2 separate regions of the Danio rerio genome follow, and region 2 is linked to region 1. Evidence: chromatin contacts called from public HiCAR-type data. All regions are on one chromosome and are shown on one strand. Each heading gives the region's core, a stretch centred on a gene start, on an enhancer-like site or on the middle of the called end of the contact. The rest is flanking DNA. Distances are from core to core; before and after follow the strand shown. Region 1 holds the start of her6 (hairy-related 6). Region 2 overlaps opa1 (OPA1 mitochondrial dynamin like GTPase).

Region 1 (4,453 bases), core at 552-3,051:
AAACCAAAGCAATTTGCTCAAATTTCTATGCTATACAGCCAGATTTGCTTATTTTAGGGTGATTGGGTTGCTGTAGTGTGGAACCACTAGAATAAAACTAAACACTGAGGCAAAACTTTTCATTTCAAATGTCATTTATTTGTCTTCCAAAAAGAAGAAACTTGAAAGCGCATTCAACATATCTTTGGCATCACAACGTGGAAAAGATACCGCAAATATAAAAATGCATTGAACGGAATTCAACAATACAAAACTTATTTCAATATGAACTTCTCTGCCTTTTGATCTATACAAATATAGTGCATCATCTCATAAAACCAACACAATCTCTTTATACAAAAAGCACAAAAAAAGTAACGCTGAACAAAGAAAACAAGTGTCATTTGTTTTTTAAGAGTCTTTTAAGAGTTTTTTTTTCTCCTCGGAGTCTACCAAGGCCGCCAAACGGAGTCTGACGTGACGGACGGTGCTCCCGGAGAAACGGCCACCGGAACCGGTGTGTTGGAATTGTTTGCGTAGACTGGAATAACAGGGCCGTTTGGAGCAAAGGCAGCGTTGGGAATCAAAAAGGCGAACTGTCCGTCGGTTGCCGGCACAAGCTGGAAACCCCCATATACTTTAGTTGCGTCAGAAGTCAAGTTGGAGGATGAGCCGCTTTTGCAGGGGACTCCGCTAAGAGGCACAACGTTGGCTTGCTGAGTCGCGCTGGGGATCTGAACCATGGGTTGACTGAAGGATGGATGAGGAGGCCCGGCAGGTATCTGGTGCTGTGTTGGATAGTTCATGGCGTTGATCTGTGTCATGCAGCTGGCTAGGTGACCTAGCAGCCTAGTCCTGACCTCGGTGTTAACCCCTTCACATGTGGACAGGAACCGGGTAACCTCGTTCATGCATTCACTGAATCCAGCTCGGTACTTCCCAAGAACGGTGGGATCTGTGTTTAGGGCAGCTGTTGGGTAAACGAGAAAATAGATTAAGTTCAACTTAAATTATTTTAGCTCCTTAAACGTCTTTATTTTATTGCATTAGTTACATAAAGAGAATGCAAGGTGCATTTTCTGAAAGGTTTTAACTCTGGCGACTTACCGGTCATTTGTGCGCGCTGCATGTTTCTGAGATGTTTCACTGTCATCTCCAGGATGTCGGCTTTCTCAAGTTTAGAGTGTCTGGAGCTCTGAGAGTGAAGAAAGAGACTGATTTAGATATGCGGCTATATAAAGAAATGCATTAATATTCCAGCCAGATATAGCCTAACTGAAAGACTCAGTCGGACTTTCGGTACTTACATCTTTTTTCAGAGCATCCAAGATTAACGTTTTCAGCTGACCCAAGCTTTCGTTGATTCTCGCTCTTCTTCTTTTCTCCATAATGGGTTTAGAAGACTAAAATGCAAAATAAAAACAAAATGAGTCAATCTGTCTAATCACTTCTTGAAGCACTATAGTTCGTAGCTTAATATCAATACCAACCTTTCTGTGTTCCGAAGCCGTTTTGGGTTTATCAGGTGTAGTGTTCATGCTCGCCGGAGTCGCGGCGACCGGAGAAGAGGAGTTTTTTTCCATGATATCGGCAGGCATCTTCTCTGGGAAGTATCCTTTCGTGATCTTGTTTATAAAAAGAAATCCTCCCGCACAGCTGCTTCTAGTGGAGTAAACGCTGTCAAGTACGCTGATACAGTTCCAGTTATGAATGGATATCCGCACGAAGTGTCCCGAGTTCAACTGGTGCGGCAATGATGTCACAGTCTCTGATTTCACCGTTCGCCAGCGGTCGTAGCAACTGCCTGCCTCAGCGTCGTGTTGGTCTTATTTATATCTCCGGCTGCACGCGAACGGCTCGTGTGAAACTTCCCAAACTTTCTTTCCCACAGTAACTTTCTACCAATCAGCGCGCGGGACACGCGGCCCGAGGGGAGGATGGCTCGTGGTCGGCGCCCCTCCATTGGTTGTTTAGCGTTTGAGCGGGTGGCCAATGGCGCGCGGCCGGGTTTAGGGCACAACCGGGACTGCCTTCAATCATTCAGTTTACATATTAACACTTAAGAGCCAGTCTCCGCTCAGAAACAGCAAACTTTGTAATTGTAATTCAATACACATATAGATCCAGTGAAACTTAGAAGGAAACTAAAATGTGCCTGCGTCACACTCACCAAAGAGAGAGACAAGTTGTTTATTATTGGAATTAACATTTAAAAACATTAGAGACATGTCCAAATTAAAGTGACAATTCATAACACAATTTTAAAAAGTTTTGGAAAGTGTATTTTTTATAAACTTTTTACAACTTTTAATGCTGCATGTATTTCAAATATTAGGCTATTTAATTTTTAAATAGGTATCTTCTATGTTATTATGTTTTTAATAGCCTATGTAATATTTTATAGTCATTCAAATATGAATTTTGTGTAATAGGATCCTTCATAAATCGTTCTAACATATAATTTATTTTCAGTTTTATTTATTTTTTATTTTATTTTTTAAATAAATAAACAGCAAACAAAATAACACTTCCAAAACTTTGGCCACTTAGTTGTTATATGGCAAATGATAAGTCATAAAACTTGCTTTTAAAAGAGGTCTATAAATCTGAAACACAGTTGAAAAGTTCACTCTTGTATTTTTAAATTTTCACACTGTAGAATCTGTTTATCTTCTCACAATTATTTCTGTCGCTCGACTTAAAAGTGGTTGAAATTGTTGTTAACCATATCCTTGCGGGCTTTAACTTCCACACCACTTGTCTAAATTAAATTTACACTTTCAGTTCTCGAGTGTTCAACTTTGTTTTTACAGTGTAGAAGTATATTCGACAAGGCAGCGCCGTATTTCTTTAAGCGCGTCGCTGCTGTTGGCATTTTGACATCTGTCGGCTCACGAGCACTATTGTGAATGTGGAGCACGTGCCAGGATGTTTTATTACCTCGGTGGTTGAGGTTTGGCTGGCGGGCTAGGGGTGGCGGTGGTGGTTTACATTAGAGGGAAGGTAAATAGCAGCTGCTGTTCTAAAAGCCTGGGAAAACCACGCCCACTGAGAGCTCGATCGGGCTTATCGGAATGCGAGCCAGTGTGGAGATATTTCAGACCGAAAGCGCGCACTGCACGGGTAGTGTCCTTGACTGTGTCAAACAGAAGCGACTCTAATTTAGGTCATGATTTTATGATCCTCGGATGAGTTCGCAAAGAAAAGCCACCAAACAAACACTATATTCATTCATGCTTTTCTCTCTGTACCTAGTCTGTGTGTGCAATGAATTCTCAAAGTTCACTTTTTGAATGCTGCGCTAAAAGTAAAAATGGATTTTCGTATATGTTGACGTATATGTGCTATTATAAATATATACTTGTCAGTTAGCGGTCTGGCGTAACCTACTGACAGGAAAGGCAGCGGTTGGAGTGTGTGGAGTGGGTTGCCAGCCCTCTGATATGCACATTTGCAGGATGAGAGTCTCCAGCTGCTGCAGACCCCGCGACACGTGGCGCGCAAGCGGCGGGGGAAGGCGCTGCTCCTGCCGGCTTTGCGCGCGTCTGCGGGACAGAGCGCCGGGGGTTCGCCTGCAGTTCATGACTGTGATATATCATAGTGGCAGGCTGCTGAACTGTCTACTTTGCTGTATGCGTTTCTAATCACATTTCTTCAACTTTTGCTGTATAATGCGTATTGACGAGTCATGACAGCACTACATTACATTGTCCATGTAACATACCCATGTTGTTGTTAATTACTGGAGTAACTAATGAAATACGTATATAATTGTAAGCAGATCCACTCAACATTTACATTTTATTCATTACCATCATTAGTTTTACATGGTACAGTAATGAACAGTTTATTGTATAGTGTGTCTCTTTACTTTAAATGAGATACAGATGTTGTAACACCACAGGATGAGTTGCAAAGCAATCTGTAAATGCAGTTAAGTATTTGGATTTTAATACATAGTTAAGGCAAAAAAAATTAAAATGATGCATGCATCTGTGCATCTTCTAGACTCACAAAGTGTCTGCCTAGCTGTTTTATGAAACACGAAGGACCAAAATCTTCTAATATTCTCAACATATTAGATGACCTGAGTGTGAGTAAATTAACTGCTCTGTAACTGCGTTTAGAGTGAAATATATATTTATATTTCATATTTATAATACAAAATATAAAAATAGCTGATGAATAAAAAAGTTTACTGTATTTGCATACAATTGGAATAAAAATGCTTAAGAAATTGGGGGAGGTGATGGAGGGGTGGAATAACAATTATTTCGAACAAGTAAATTAGTGTTACACCCCACCCCACCTACTGTTACAACCCACCCTGATTGTGGGGGAAGTTTGTAACAAGCATCACTATTTGTGCCTTACAAAAGTGGGTTTAGAGGTCAATAATACATTTCTAAATAACATAAAAATAAAGCAAAGTAATGCGAAAATCAGACGACACGATGGGTCACCTCACAACAAG
Region 2 (4,453 bases), core at 1,297-3,796, 200 kb after region 1:
GTTTGTGAGTGGCTGTTTGTGACAAATGCGATGCAACACAAGAGAAACATTTCAATTCCAGCCATCCATTCAAATATCAGCCACTCCCAACAAAAAGCTGAGTGATTGACATTATTGTTTTGCACTGGATCTGCTGCTTTCAGTTGTTTGGCTATAAATCTCAGGTTAAATAATGTTCAAACTCACATTGGTAGTAATTAACACTGAATAAAGCACACAATATGGACCTGAGGTGGTTATTGTCATAGTAGTTTATGCTTTTGTTTTGATGCAACAGAAATATTACCTGGTTCTAAATTTTTGCATGTCGCTGTCGCTGATATTTAGAACGAAAACATGTTTTATCTCGAAAATAGGTGTGTGCCACATCGTATATAGTTAGGACATGGTATTACTTAGGGATGGGAACCGAAACTCTGTGCTTTATCGGTTTTGGTGCTACATTATAAAAGACCAAAGTATCGATAAGCTCTGATGTTAACTGTTCTGCTATCGGTACTGGTAAAGTATTGCTGAATAAACATTTCTTACAGAAGCATAATTTAACTGACCAATCTCTAATTTACGATATTTGATATTCGTCGTCTCACATGAGGAAAGCTTGTGTTTCAGCCAATCGCGTCAAAAGCTTTCACAGTCTTCAGCTGTGTGTGCGCACTCAGCTGAGGCTCTTGCTAAACGCGCACGCATAGCTCATGACACAGACTCGCGCTCACTCGTAAACTTGCAGAGTGAACGAAACGCATTGTATTTCCAGAGTGGACAGCAACAATGTCCGTTGCAACAAACCTAACAAGTTGTTTTCTTGTATAAGTGGAAATGCAAGCAATCTGGCTAAGTGGAAGTATCTTTCAAAACTTCATTAACGACAATGCAAAGATTTGACTGCCTAGCTACTACATCATCCACATCGTTATGCCAGCAGTCAATCACCTAAATTAGTATATGTTAACATTAATGGTTAAATAAACACACATTCGGTTACAATGAAAACAGTATGGTTTTTCTGCAGTTACCTAAATAAATCTTAAACATTAAACATGCTTTTACATCAGCTAAATATAGCCTATAACTAGCCTAATAAAAAAACTATGCTTACTAAAAAATGATAAAAATCTGCTTATTTTTATATATGAAGATGCTCCAAAACTCTATTAGAAACACAGTTAAGTCCCAAAACACTGTTAACTCATTTATTTGAATGTGTTAATGAAAAATCATAAACATTATCTGATTATTTAACTGCATTTTGCAACTCAAAGAGGGAATTTTCAACTGCAGGGAGCACAAAAAAACCAACAAAGATCCTGTCTTCTGTCAGAAAAGACAAACATGTTGATTTTTCTCCAGAAGAATGGTTAAAAACTGAGAGTCATTTTCCTTCAAACCACTGTACATTCTTTTACAGGAAAAAAATATTTATTTGTTTTACAATTTTTGGTTTTGTTTTAGTTTATATTAAAATGTAATAATAAAAATAAAGCGTTGTTAATTCTGTTCAATTTGATTTAGTTTTTTTTTTTAAATAAAAAAAACACTACAAAAAGTACAGATAAAAGAACCGTTAATGTACAAAAACGATAAGTGGTATAGATAAAAGTAGTAATACCGGTAAAACCTTAACGATACAAATCCCTAGTATTACTGTTGTTAATAAATCACCCAACTACTCTTCTGCACTCAAACTCAAAAGCCTAAATAAAACTTCTACAAATCTCAAAATAATTGAATATTAAACTATATCAAGCATTTCTCTGTACCTAAAACGCTTAAAATTACACATAGTGTGATTCAAAGGTGTACAAAGTGTGATCATTGTCATAGTAGTTTATGCTGTTGTTTTGCCATGACGGAAATATAACCAGGTTCTAAAATAGACATTTTTGCATGTTGCTGTCACAGACAGTTAGGACAAAAACTTGTTATATTAAAGAAAAAAAAATGTGTGCGCCATGTCGGATATAGTTAGGGCACGGTGTTACTGTTGTTAATAAAGCCCCAACTACTCTTTTGCACTGTGCACTCAAATAAGTGAATCTTAAACTATAACAAGCTTATTTCTTTACCTAAACGCTTAATATAAAACATGTTGTCATTTATCACTGTATAAAATGTAACACTTTACCCTCTTAATTAGCCTCCTATTTAAATAACATAGCAACTGCATGTAAACGTATTCTACTTACAGTCTAACAGTCTACTAATGCTCTAATGACTGCTAATTGTCATGTAGAAGCAGACTTGGTTATAGTCAACAAAATGTCATGATGGGATGATCATGATGAAGCACGGCTCGTAAATGTGTCCTTAACACTTAACCGTCAACTTGTTCAAATGAAGCACATTAGAAAAAAAAACTATAATAATAATCCACCAAAATTTCACCTTTTTGTCTTAAGACGGCGGGACGGTTTGACCATTGTTTAAGCACGCACTAACCTGGCCAGCAGCGGCATGAGCTCACACTCTGTTATCGGCGTAATGACAGCACAAGGGTGAACGTGTGCGCGAGTCGTGCGTCTGCTCCAGATCAAGTCTGAGCATGTCAGTCGTGCCTCCACAAATTGCTGCTTTAATCAACAGTGTGTTTAACAGTAACCAGGGCTGAAGACATGACAGACAGCAGGCAGTGCACAGCCAGGAGCTTTCTCATACTGTCTCACACACTGCGAAGGGCAATTAAGGGTTCAAGCCTCAACAGAGGAAGAAACAGGGAGAAAATGAGAGGGAGTGCGAGAGAGAGGAGAAAGTGCGGAAACCTATCCAGAACTGTATTCACAACTAATACCACAAGAATGCATTATGGAAACTGAATCCCGAACCACACCTGGTAATGATATGCAATATTTAGAAAAAAAACATTTAGCTTTTTGTTTATTTGTTTGTTTTTGAAGAAAAATGCAGATTTAATGAGCTTTGTCCAACTCTACTCAACGCAACAACTAAAACAATAACAAACTGAATGAATGCATTTAAAGAGTTATGAAATATTAATGATAGACCACATGAAAAGCTCTGAATTTAATTTCATGTTGAGTAAAAAAAATGTATTCTGTAAACTACTGATGACAATTCTTTATTGTCAAAAAATGAAGAAAAAAAAGTTTTTTGTATCAATTTAGATTTTTGCATTAATTAAAGAGATGTCATGTTTTCAAGACATGTTTGTATTAATGTTTAGACCACGCAATAGCAACGTTCAGAATTTCAAAAGATTTAAGAAATCTATATTTTATGGAATAAAATCCTAATTTAAAATCAAAATAAATGAAAACATTGATTATTTCTTCATTGTCTGAACAAGAAAAAATATACATTAAATAAATAACATTTTTCTTTCATTTGAAAAAGTTTATCTGATCTTTATAGACTGAAAAAAGACTTATGGTTTTCAAAACAAATCTAATATTCGCAAATTTTCTAAATACAGCAAGACCAATTGTAATGTTACGCTGGAGTGAAATTTAATCATTGTCCATTATCTATCACATTTTCTATACTCTTAAGTGCAAAGCAACACTGTCCTCTGCTGGCCGACCTGTCTTGAAGATTTTTCATGGGCTCGAATGAAGAATAAAATATGAGGATGGACTTACTGAGGTCTTCTGCCAGTTGAACCCTCCTGCCTGTGATCAGCTGGACTTTTTTCTCATTGTCCTCTCCAAAGTCTTCTAATACTTCTTTAACGTTCTTCTCCAAACGCCGTACTGCAAACAAACAAAATAATCAATTAACCAATATATATATATATATATATATATATATATATATATATATATATATATATATATATATATATATATATATACTAAATTAAATAAACTTAAAAATTTAAATAAAATATAAAAAATAAACAAAAACATAAAACAAATACATAAATCAAATTATAAAATTACTATTAAATAAATAAATAAAAACATTAAGCATAAATAAATAAATATATTCATTTCTGTTTTTTCAAGGTGGAACATAATACCATAATTTCAGTCACTTTTGTCTCTCTGTGAAATCCCCTTAATTATAAATCAAATATAAATGTATTAAGTAACCAGAACTGAAGACCTAAACAGAAAAGCCAGATTAGTGGTAAAACCCACAGACGTACCCTCAGTGTTAGTGAGCTGTTGTCGAAGAGTATTGGCAGTGATGCCCAACATCCTCTGAATCCTCCAGAACAGAACCACATCATTGCACTCAAGCTGGAATACAAAAAAATAAGTGAAACCATCAAGTATAATCCAACATAAATACATTTTGGAAAAAAATTGCTTAAGTAGGAAAGGTTTTGACCAAAAGAAAGGGACAAATGCGATGGGATAACTAAGGATGCACCGATCCTGATACTTGAATTGGATATCGGTTCGAAACCGCATATTTCTGCTGGATTGGGTATCGGCCAGCTGGTAACGATCTAATTCTGATCTTGGTGCACACTATGTTCTGTGTTTATAAG

Evidence for each region. HiCAR-type assays count read pairs that join an accessible place to other places.
Region 2: a HiCAR-type map of caudal fin shows a contact between it and region 1, with 6 times the contacts expected there. The contact joins the enhancer-like site here to the promoter of her6 in region 1. A contact is called at or near these places in 6 of 18 Hi-C or Micro-C datasets (caudal fin, embryo, hematopoietic stem cells and 1 more) and 3 of 4 datasets of contacts at active chromatin or transcription factors (caudal fin, embryo and gastrula embryo).

The regions. Positions count from the first base shown.
Region 1 is chr6:39,108,684-39,113,136 of GRCz12tu, forward strand. her6 (hairy-related 6) reads right to left here and starts at 1,802. Exons shown (of 4, transcript NM_131079.2): 1 at 1,470-1,802; 2 at 1,287-1,382; 3 at 1,087-1,174; 4 at 117-949. The coding sequence starts at 1,577. The coding sequence ends at 429. All of the region lies in intron 3 of LOC137490239 (a long non-coding RNA gene), which reads left to right.
Region 2 is chr6:39,306,400-39,310,852 of GRCz12tu, forward strand. It overlaps opa1 (OPA1 mitochondrial dynamin like GTPase), which reads right to left. Exons shown (of 29, transcript NM_001007298.1): 26 at 4,106-4,199; 27 at 3,597-3,707. Among named protein-coding and RNA genes, the nearest start is that of opa1, 44 kb to the right of the region's middle. Within about 2 kb of position 2,547, at least 8 of the 62 cell types and tissues checked have an H3K27ac peak or open chromatin away from gene starts, as enhancers often do. A contact at or near this core is called in caudal fin, where this site is marked.